Linked DNA regions of Mus musculus: region 1 is linked to region 2. A link is a contact called in public promoter capture Hi-C data. All regions are on one chromosome and are shown on one strand. The core of a region is the stretch at or near the end of the contact, and the rest is flanking DNA. Distances in the headings are between cores, read along the strand shown. Region 1 overlaps Cuedc1 (CUE domain containing 1). Region 2 has its middle 21 kb from the start of Srsf1.

Region 1 (4,954 bases), core at 1,176-3,675, 160 kb before region 2:
GTTCCAGCCCAGCACCTCTGGATCCTTGAAGTACCCATGATGGGTAATAGGCCTTTGCCCTAGCTGCCCCTGGAAACTGTGGTCCCAAGCCTTACCTCTTACTGTCCTTCTCTTAGGGCCTCTTCCACCTTAGGCACCTCCTGCCGCCTACCCCGGAAGTCTTCCTCTGAAAGGCAAAGGGAAAGGCCTCATCTTCCACTCTGCAGAACCTCATGTGGGCCCATCCTCAGGCTGGGCAGGGGAGCTGCTTGACCTCTGACCCTTTGCTTGGATCTTGACACCGCAAGCAGCAGTATGCGGGTACAGTAAAAGAGGCAGAGGCAACCTGGGCGCTGGCCTGACTCTACCACTGAGCACTGTGGCCTTGGCCAAGTCTCACCCTTGTCTGGGCCCTGGTTTTTCTAATCTATCAAGCAGGATAGGAGTGATAGACTATCCAGAAGACCTCAGGGCCCTCTGGTCTTTGTATCTGGTGTCTCCTGACCCTTTAAGAGCCTAATGCTGAGGGTTCATCCATGATTGGCCTAGAGAGGTCTTTTGACCCCTTATGACCTTTAGAAGGGGCTGGGTAAAAAGTTCTTTCTTTTTCTTTCATTTCCCTCTCTCTCTCTCTTTCTTTCTTTCTTTCTTTCTTTCTTTCTTTCTTTCTTTCTTTCTTTCTTTCTTTCTTTCCTTTTTTTACTTTTTCTTCTGGTTTTCCTTTTTTTAATATAAAAAAGATATAGTATTTATCTTTATTTAGTTATTTATTTAATGGATATGAGTGTTCTGTCCACATGTGTGCCCAAATGCCAGAAGAGGGAATCAGACCTCATTACAGATGGTTGTGAGCCATCATGTAGTTGCTGAGAATTGAACACAAGCCCTAGGGAAAAACAGCCAGTGCTCTTAACTGCTGAGCCATCTCTCCAGTCCCCTTCTTCTGGTTTTACAAGACAAGGTTTTTCTATGTAGCCCTGGCTGTCCTGGAACTCGTTCTGTAGACCAGGCTGGCCTTGAAATCACAGAGATCTGCCTGCCTTTGCCTCCCAAGTGCTGGGATTAAAGGTGTGTACCACTGCTGCATGCTAGACTGAGCCTTTCTAATTTATGGTTGTCTGTGTATGAGGTCTGCCAGTCTATCCCTCATTCCCTAGGGACCATTCTCTGGGAATAGTGCCTGGCACCCTGGGTTCCTCTTCAGGGATGATGGGAAGCAGGTGTCAGTGTGTGCACCTCATGACAAGGGACCACATTTCTGTGGGCCACCTGTCTGCCAACCCCTGACATGTCCCCCAGACTGAGTGCTCCCTTGCTGAATATTAGACCCTCAGGACCTCCTCTTGAAGGGTCACCCATCCCAAGCAACTTAGACTTCAACGTCCCCTGACCTGCCTCACCGTAAGCATGGCCCTCCACGTCATCCAGGAGGTTGGCTGTGGATGCAGCAGCCCCCAGCCTGCCGGACTGTTCAGGAAAACTATTCTAGAGACGGATGGGTACTGCGACAGCTTGTTCAATCTGCCTGTGCTCTGTCCTGATAACCCACCAACCTCAGAGGCTTCTACTATCCCTCCCGTTCCCAAACTGCCTAATGGTGTCCCTTCCAGGACCCTCTCCTGGGATCAATGGACCAGCTAGCCAGGCCCGACCCCTTTACTCTGCCCCCATCACTAGGGACAGGGAGAGTGACATTTCCCCCGTTCTCCTTCAACTACTCAGTTTTCAATATCCAGGGCCCTGTGGATAAGCACGGATGAGAACTTTGGTGTGAAGACAGGGAAACTTTTTTTCATTCAAAAAGCCAAAAGTGGAGGAAAAAAAAAAAAAAAAAAAAGCAGGCCTCTGGAGACACAGCTGCAGGGACCTATGAACCAGTTCTAGTAAAATTAGGGGAAGACTCGGTGATTTCAATAGGAAGACGATGTCTTTCTCCCAAAATGCAGATGACTTAAGGCCAAAAGTAAAGAAGGCACTGGAAGGACGGTGTCCCCGGGGAAAGGAACACAGGAGCTGATGACGGGGTTTCCTGGTTCACAAATCAAGGAGGGGCGGCCGCAGAGCCGCATCCCACTCCCGAGGAAGGTTCAGCCGGGATCTCCATCACTGTTGTCAGTGCTCCCCACCCCACCCCAGGGCCAAGCAGAAGGATACGACTGAAGCTTCGGTAAATGTTTCTTCTTTGACTTCCTCATTTTGGTCTTCTCGGAGAAGGCTCGGGCGAGTTCAAACAGCTTCCTGCGCGTAGCTGGGGCAGAAAGACTCGTGAGCCCTTAATGCTCCAGAGAGCCAGAGCATCAGATGGCTTCCCTCCAGGTTTGGGGGCAGCCAGGCAGAGCGCCACACCAGGCCCCTTGGGTGGGGACTGGGAAGAGGAAAGTGACAGGAACAGCAGACACCAGTGCCACCTAGGGAGCAAGTGCGCCATCCCAGGTCGGCCTCCGGGGGCAGCACAGGCCAGCACTCGTCAAGTACACAGCAGCCTGCCTCCAGACCAAGATCCGGGTATTCCTTCCCTAGAGGCGGACAACCACACAACCACGGCTCCTGGCTTTCTTTCCCGCTGCTGGCTGCCACGGCCTTCCCGCCCCTCCCCAGCCACCTCCACAGTTGGTCCTAGGATTTCCATGAGTCATCGGAAATTTTCCCTGAAATAAAACCTTGAAAGGCTCCAGCCTCATCCCCGCTGGTTATGGGTCTATGAGACTGGAGACGGGAGGATGACAAAAAAAAGCGGGCAGTGGGGCGAGGTTCCCCTATCCCAAAATGTCTGCCATTCCCACAGAAAGCAGACTCAGCCAGTGACTCCAGTCTCGGCCAAGTCCTCACGCCACAGAGAATGTGAACACCGACACACATTATTTTCCAACAGACAGCTGGCTCAAGAGGATTTAAACTTAATTTGTCTCCAGACTCAGCTGCAGAATAAAGTAAGGCAGGAAGGCTGAGGGAGCTAGCCTGTGATTAAAATGTCACCCGGAGTTCAGCAAGAGTCAATAGCATTAAAAATCTTCCGGGGGGGGGAAGGGGGGGCTCTCTCCCTCTCATGAGGCCACAGGGCCTGCCTCAAGAGAGCTGGGACAAGGAGGGGAAAAGGGGCAAGACTCACATTTTCCCATGTGTTTCAACTTGTCCCTGAATAAGGCATCTTCTGACACAGTGGGGTTGGTTTCACTGGTTCCTGGAAGGAGGAGACACCTGCTGAGGGACCAGGCCCATTGGGTCTCCGAGGTCCCACTAAGAGATAGAGTGAGCACCTGGCCAAGGCTCTAGGGAAGGAGGTCAGAGGATACCCTCCATCCCTGTTTCTGTCTGTTCTCTTATTACAGAACAAGTCCCGGCTTCTTCCCTGCTATAGGAGTTTAAGGCAAGTTGCAAGAGTACTTCTTTCTTGCAAGGTACATTTTCCTCTTCGGAGCAAACAAGGGCAGCCTTAAGATCTGCTGCACGTATGGGAAACTGGCTGGCCTTGGGTTCCAGCCTCTCTAGCAGTCCCATGTCCTCAAAGCCATGATGGTGGTTTGAAGTGAGCTGGTAGGGAGATCTATGTCTCGGAAATCCCCCCAGCCTGCATATCAGCCTTCTCCTGCACCCAGAGCAGAAGGTTAACCATTTGCCAGCACATCATGACCCTCTGTGCATCCTAACTCTCGTGAATTGAAGCAGAAAGGACAGAGAGCCAAGAACGCCTCCCAGATGCTGAACGGGAACAAGAGCAGGGCTCAGCCAAGAGTCAGAACGCAGTGAGCCACCTGCGTGGGTCTCTCAGGATCCTTGGGCTGCAGCTCACCGTCCTGTAACTTGGCTCATCCCGAGTCACCTTGTCTGCTAACTTCCCTTTCAGTCACTCTGATCCAGTTCAGCAGCTCCAGTGTCCCTTGTTAATTTGGAATCAAGGACAAGAAAACTCCCAGCTGAACATCTGGTGAGGCCTAAGCTCCTGGCTGCTTGCTTAGGAATCAGTTCTATGGGATTTTCTTTCTCTGAGCTGGGATTAGCGGGGGCACCTTACCCTTCTGTTCTTGCCTTCCCAGCTCAGCTGTGGGACGGAGGGTCTGCTCCTGAAAAACACACGGCTGATCCCTTTTAAATATGGATATGGGGTGATAGCAGGAACTGACCCAAGATTCAGAGTCCAGGAGCCAAGGATGAATACAGAGTCTCTGTTCACACTCCCAATCTAAGCTCTGCTATAGTCTATACATCTTACTAATACAGTCCTCACTCTGGCCTGTCAGCCCCAGTGCTGCTGGCACTGAAGGGAAGTCACATGTAGTCTGAAATGAGTTGGAGAGGCGGTCATAGGAGAGACTATAAAACCCTGCTTCTCTAGCCCTCTGTTTTGTTTTTTTAATGAATTTTAAGATATTTGTTTATACTTATGAGTACTCTATCTGCATGTATGCCTGCATGACAGAAGAAGCCATCTAATTCCATTATAGATGGTGTGAGCCAACATATGGTTGATGGGAATTGAACTCAGGATCTCTGGAAGAGCAGCCACTGCTCCTCCTCCTCCTCCTCCTCCCCTCCTCCTCCTCCTCTTCCTCTTCTTCCTCCTCCTCCTCCTCCTCCTCCTCTTCTTCTTCTTCTTCTTCTTCTTCTTCTTCTCCTCCTCCTCCTCCTCCTCCCCCTCCTCCCCCTCCCCCTCCTCCTTCTCCTCCTCCTCCTCCTTTTCCTCCTCCTTCTCTTTCTCCTTCTTCTTCTTTTTTTGGTTTTTCGAGACAGAGTTTCTCTGTATAGCCCTGGCTGTCCTGGAACTCACTCTGAAGACCAGACTGGCCTTGAACTCAGAAATCCACCTGCCTCTGCCTCCTGAGTGCTGGGATTAAATGTGTGCTCCACCATGCCCGGCTTTTTCTTTTCTTTTTCTTTCTTTTTTTTTTGGGGGGCGGGGGTTGGGGGGGGAGGGCAGCCACTGCTCTTAACCATTGATTGAGCCATCTCTCTGGCCCCTTCTCTGGCAGTTCTTGTT
Region 2 (5,295 bases), core at 2-2,501:
GATGGCTCAATAAATAAAGGTACTTGCCATCAAGACTGATGACCTGGGTTGTTCATTTTCAGCCCAAGCCCTTCCTCTTCCTTTCTTCTTCTTCCTCTTCCTCCCTTTCTTCTTCCTCTTCCTCCCTTTCTTCTTCTTCCCCCACCTCCTATTTGAGACAGGATTCCTCTGTGTACTGTATGGAACTAACTCTGTTGACCAGGTTGACCTTGAACTCAGAGATCCTCCTGCCTCTGTGTTCCCAGTGCTGGGATTAAAGGTGTGCCCTACTTCCCAGTGTCCCAAGCTCTTCCTTAATCAGCAGACAGCTCCCCTTGGGCATATGAATGGGGTTTGGGGTTGGCTCAGAATCAGTGGTCAAAGTTAGCCAGCCTTGAGGATGCGGGGTAGGCAAGGCTAGAAGTGGAGGAGCCTGGGTTTTGCAGCCCAGGGATGGGGCCTGGTGGCTGTGAGGGCGGCAGCCTTTCCCTGCTCCTGCTCACTGCCTGCTCTGCCATCGCAGAATGGGCTGCTAATTATAACTAAACACAATGAGCAATCAGAGCCTGCTGGCGCTGGAGCGCTCCTTAAAGATCTGGCAGGCTTTTTATTAGAACTTCCAGTAGCCCAGAGACTGCTGCAGTCGATGCTCCATCCTCCCCTCCCTCCTCCTCCCTCTCGAGGGGTGCCTGGTGCACCCAATGCAGTCTATACAGGACTTCCTTAGTTCCCACTGTGCCCAGTTCTGGGCTGCAGCGGGAATGGGAGCCAGGACTTTGTTCTTGCCTTCAATGAGCTAATCGTCGTCCCCGCAGTCTCTTGATTAGAATAAAAAGGCCCGGCCTGAAGGAGCCGAGCACGGGGTCAGAAGAGTTGTCGACCTCCCGAGTCCTTGGCTGCTTTTCTCGGATGCCTTTCTTTGGACATTTGTGAACATTTATTCAGGCACAAAAGTACTCACTGTGGCAGTGGTGGTCTCTGTAGTATATGCCAGGGAGGGGAACCCTTCCCAAATCTGGGGGTACTTAATCCTGAGTCAATAAATATATGCATGAAGCCGTTATAGTCCTTGGAACAGTTCTCTCGTGTTTATTTTGAGGACTCTGGAAGGGATGAATGTAGGGGGAAAGACAACCTGAGATCCCAGATCTTCTTTCTTGGCTTTGAGAGAAATGCACATCGCTGTTGCTGGGCCGAGAACCCTCAGGCCTGGCTGTCAGCAGGGAGGCATTCTTGGGTCTGGTGCTGCAGCTTCTTTTTCAGTCATTTCTTTTGTTATTCAAAGTGCTTGACTGAAGCAACTTAAGGGAGAGAGATCCATGGGAGCCTCTAACCTATAGGCTAATCAGGAAAGCGGAGAGCTTAGGCAAGAAGCCAGAGCGGGCGTCCCCTTCATGGTCCTTCATACTGAGCACTGGCAACTTCCCAAGACAGCAACACCCCAAGACAACTTCCCAAGACAGCACCAACACTGGGAGAGCTCATGTCCAAACTCAGATTGTGGGAGGTATTTCGGAAGCAGTCCACAGCATCTGCTGTTGCCCAAGGCACATTAAGGCTGTTGTAATTCATCAAGACATCATTCCCCTGGGGCACCGGCTTGGAGTGAGGGATGGTTGGGTCTCATCCTTTGAGGATTCTCTGAGGCACAATGCCAACCCAGAGCAGCACAACAGTGACGCATACTGTGGAAAGGATGAAGGGGGACTGGGGCATCACGAGAGGACATCCAGTCCCAGGCTGCCCTGGACTGAGGGCATTTCCAGGAAGTGAAGATGTGCAGGTTTAAGACCAGACAAATTATCAAAGGTTTGGGTTGAGTGGGTGGATAGGGAAAAGAATGGCAGGGTGTGTCTGGGTTTGTGTGTATGTCTGTGTGTGTCTGTGTGTTGTTTACTGGGAAGATGACAACACAAGACAGAGACTGAAAGGGGATATTTTGCTCTTTCATTGGGACAGGGTCTTCCTGGGTGCCCCAGGCTGGCTTGTGATCTCCCTGCTTTAGTTAACAGCAGCACACCATCATACCTACCTAAGTGAGAATGCAATCTGAGGCCTTACTTACCACCTTTGCAGTGCCTATATAGCAGAGGGTGACCTTGAACTGTTTCTCCTGTTGGATATAGGACTTAAATCACCATGTAGAATTTTGTGCTGCTAGAGATTGAACCTGGGGTTTCATACTAGCTTGGCAAGTGCTCTACCATCTACCCACTAAGCTACATCCCCAAGCCAAGAGGGATTAGACAGGGTTTCTCTATGTAGCTCTGGCTGTCCTGAAACTCACTTTGTAGACCAGGCTGGCCTCGAACTCAGAAATCCACCTGCCTCTGCCTCCCGAGTGCTGGGATCAAAGGCGTGCGCCACCACGCCCGGCTTTTTTTTTTTTTTTTTTTTTTTTGAGACAGAGACTATGTATGTCTAGCTGTCCTGGAACTCACTATGAAGACCAGGCTACCAGACTGGCCTCAAACTCACAAAGATCTGCTTCCCCTCCTTCTGCCTCCCAAGAAATGGGATTAAAAATGTGTCACCACACTTGACCTACACACAGATTTTTAAAAACAAAGACCTAAACCGGGCGTGGTGGCCCACACCTTTAATCCCAGCACTCGGGAGGCAGAGGCAGGCAAATTTCTGAGTTCGAAACCAGCCTGGTCTACAAAATGAGTTCCAGAACAGCCAGAGAAACTCTGTCTCAAAAAACAAAAACAAAAAAACCCCCAAAGACCTAAACTGAAAAGGTCAGCTTAGGAACTTTGGGAAGGTCATAGAACACTTAACCCTAATGTTAATTAGGGAGAACCTAATTAACATTGGTCTGACCACAGGCCTGGGACTACTTGTGGGTGGGGTCACATTCTACATGACGACTGTTGCCCACCTTCAGACAAGAGAAGGCCTTGTCACCTCTTTCCCTAAAGACCAATCAGTTTAAAGGGTGCACTGTTCTGCCAATCATATTGTGCCTAGTTGCTGATGCTCTCTCTATTCTGCCCCTGGAAACCATATAAAAACTTGCTGAACGGGTGCTGGGGGGTCGCCACCTCTCCTCTGGGTCTGGCACAACCCCAATGCACTGGAACAATAAATTCCTCTTGGGTTTTGCATGGATCCCAGCTCCACGCAGTTCACTCACGGGGAGGGGAGGTCCCCAGTAAGCTAAGGTTCCTAGGAGTCTTACAAAACCATCAGTTGTGGCACATGCCTTTAATCCCAGCACTGGGGGCTTGGGAGTTGGGAAGAGAAGCAGGCAAATCTCTGTGAATTTGAAGCCAGTCTGGTCTACAAAGCAGGTTCCAGGACATCCCAGGGTTACACAGGGAAACACCATCGGGAAACAGTAACAAAACCCACAAAAACCCCATGAAGACCTAGATACAGTCAGTAAATACACAGAACAAAAGTCCGAAGTCGCCAGTAACATCTAACTGCATACTAAAGAAATTTTTGTGGATTTGTCAAAGATTTAGGAGGAGGATTTTTTTTTCTCCCCCAAAATTTAAAGTGCTTCAGTCTCTGCAGAGAAATTTGATTCCAAATTAAAAAAACAAAGAGGCAGGAGAATTGGCTCTGCAGTTAAGAGGACTTGTCTATTATGCAGGGGACCCAGGTTCACTTCCCAGCATGGAGGCTCACAACCCTTTGTTATTGTTCCAGTCCTATGGGGGATCCCTTGCCTTCTTCTGACCTCCTTAGACACCCAGCACAAAAGTAGTGCACATACATATATGCAGGCAAATCACTCACACCCATAAAGTAGTATGTAAATATGAAGATGCGGAACAAGGCAAAAGCAAGCTTTGCTACATCCGTGTGAAGCTGGTTATGATGCTGACTGTCCTTAATCAGCGGTTCTCAACCTTCCTAACACTGAGACCCTTTAATCCAGTTACTCATGTTGTGGGGACCCCCAAACCATAAAACTATTTTGTTGCCTCTTCATAACTGCAATTTTGCTACTGTTATGAATCGTAATATAAATATCTAACATTGCAGGATATCAGACGTTTGACCCCATGAAAGGGTCATTCGACCCCCAAAGGAGTCACAACCTAGGGACTGAGAACCGTTCCCTTTAATCCTAGCTTTCTGGAGGCAGAGGCTGGCAGATCTTTGGGAACTTGAGGCCAGCCTGGATTGCATAGAGAGTTCTAGGCCAGCCATGGTCTGTCTGAGATCCTGTCTCAAAGACAAAAAACAAAACAAAAACCCATATACTGAGAACAATTATTAATTTTGGGGGATTTGGTCTTTAGAAAATGACGGGGGGTGGGGGGGAGCCGGACATGGTGGTGCACACCTTTAATCCCAGCACTTGGGAGGCAGAGGCAGGCAGATTTCTGAGTTCGAGGCCATCTTGGTCTACAGAGTGAGTTCTAGGACAGCCAGGGCTACACAGAGAAACCCTGTCTCAAAAAACAAAAACAAAACAAAACAAACAGACAGACAGACAGACAGACAGAAAGAAAAAGAAAATGACCAGAGCTGGGCAATGGTGGTGCACGCCTTTAATCCCAGCACTTGGGAGGCAGAGGCAGGTGGATTTCTGAGTTCAAGGCCAGCCTGGTCTACAAAGTGAGCTCCAGGACAGCCAGGGATATACAGAGAAACCCTGTCTCGGAAAAAAAAAAAAGAAAAAAAAAAAAAAAGAAAATGACTAGAGCTATAATCCAAGTTTGGGGTACTGTTCAAGGATGCCACTTCAAAATAAAGTCAAATTGGAGGCAAACTAAAATTTCCTTTCAGGAACCCCATGTCCCCTCCCCCCCGAAAAAAACTCAACCACATTTCTCTCAGTCTTTAGCAAAGCAATTCAACTCTTTCTTGTTCTGCCCTCACTTCTCCATTTATGCCCCACAGCCTATATTTTAGACTCAAATACTTCTTTTCCGAAGAAAAATGTTACCATTAGCCCTTAGGATATTTTTCCCCCAGTCATTCTTAGCTTGCACAACTCAGAGGCTGTTTGGCCCTTTTGGCATAGATTCAGTCAGAACAATTTTGGCCGTAAGTACTAAAAACCATCTCATGATGAAGGAGCATGAGGCAGAGGAGGGGGAGGAAGAGTAGGAGCAATTGAATGTGGGAACTTTATCTAAAATGCCTTGGGTTGAGGCCTTTGATCCCAGCACTGGGGAGGCAGCCAGTGGATCTCTGTGAGCTTGAGGCCAGTCTAGTCTACATTATGACTTCCAGAGCAGCCAGACCCTATGGATAAAATAAAATCAACAAATAAAAGTGCCTTGGAGGCTCAGTAGGCTAAAGCACTGGCTGCTCTTAGAGAGGACCTGGCTCTGATTCCTAGGGCCAAGA

What was found. Capture Hi-C pulls out chosen DNA fragments and counts their contacts.
Region 1: a contact with region 2 is called in a promoter capture Hi-C map of adipose tissue. The contact joins two enhancer-like sites. A contact is called at or near these places in 16 of 115 datasets of contacts at active chromatin or transcription factors (bone marrow-derived macrophages, craniofacial prominence, embryonic basal ganglia and 10 more) and 3 of 9 other capture datasets (adipose tissue, liver and pancreatic islet).

The regions. Positions count from the first base shown.
Region 1 is chr11:88,185,267-88,190,220 of GRCm38.p6, reverse strand. Cuedc1 (CUE domain containing 1) reads right to left here. Exons shown (of 11, transcript NM_198013.3): 7 at 3,089-3,160; 8 at 2,134-2,227; 9 at 1,380-1,438; 10 at 96-166. The coding sequence ends at 99. Among named protein-coding and RNA genes, the nearest start is that of Mrps23, 17 kb to the left of the region's middle. Within about 2 kb of position 2,425, at least 283 of the 459 cell types and tissues checked have an H3K27ac peak or open chromatin away from gene starts, as enhancers often do. A contact at or near this core is called in adipose tissue, embryonic basal ganglia and forebrain, where this site is marked.
Region 2 is chr11:88,023,822-88,029,116 of GRCm38.p6, reverse strand. No RefSeq gene overlaps it. Among named protein-coding and RNA genes, the nearest start is that of Srsf1, 21 kb to the left of the region's middle. Within about 2 kb of position 1,251, at least 60 of the 459 cell types and tissues checked have an H3K27ac peak or open chromatin away from gene starts, as enhancers often do. A contact at or near this core is called in adipose tissue, embryonic basal ganglia and forebrain, where this site is marked.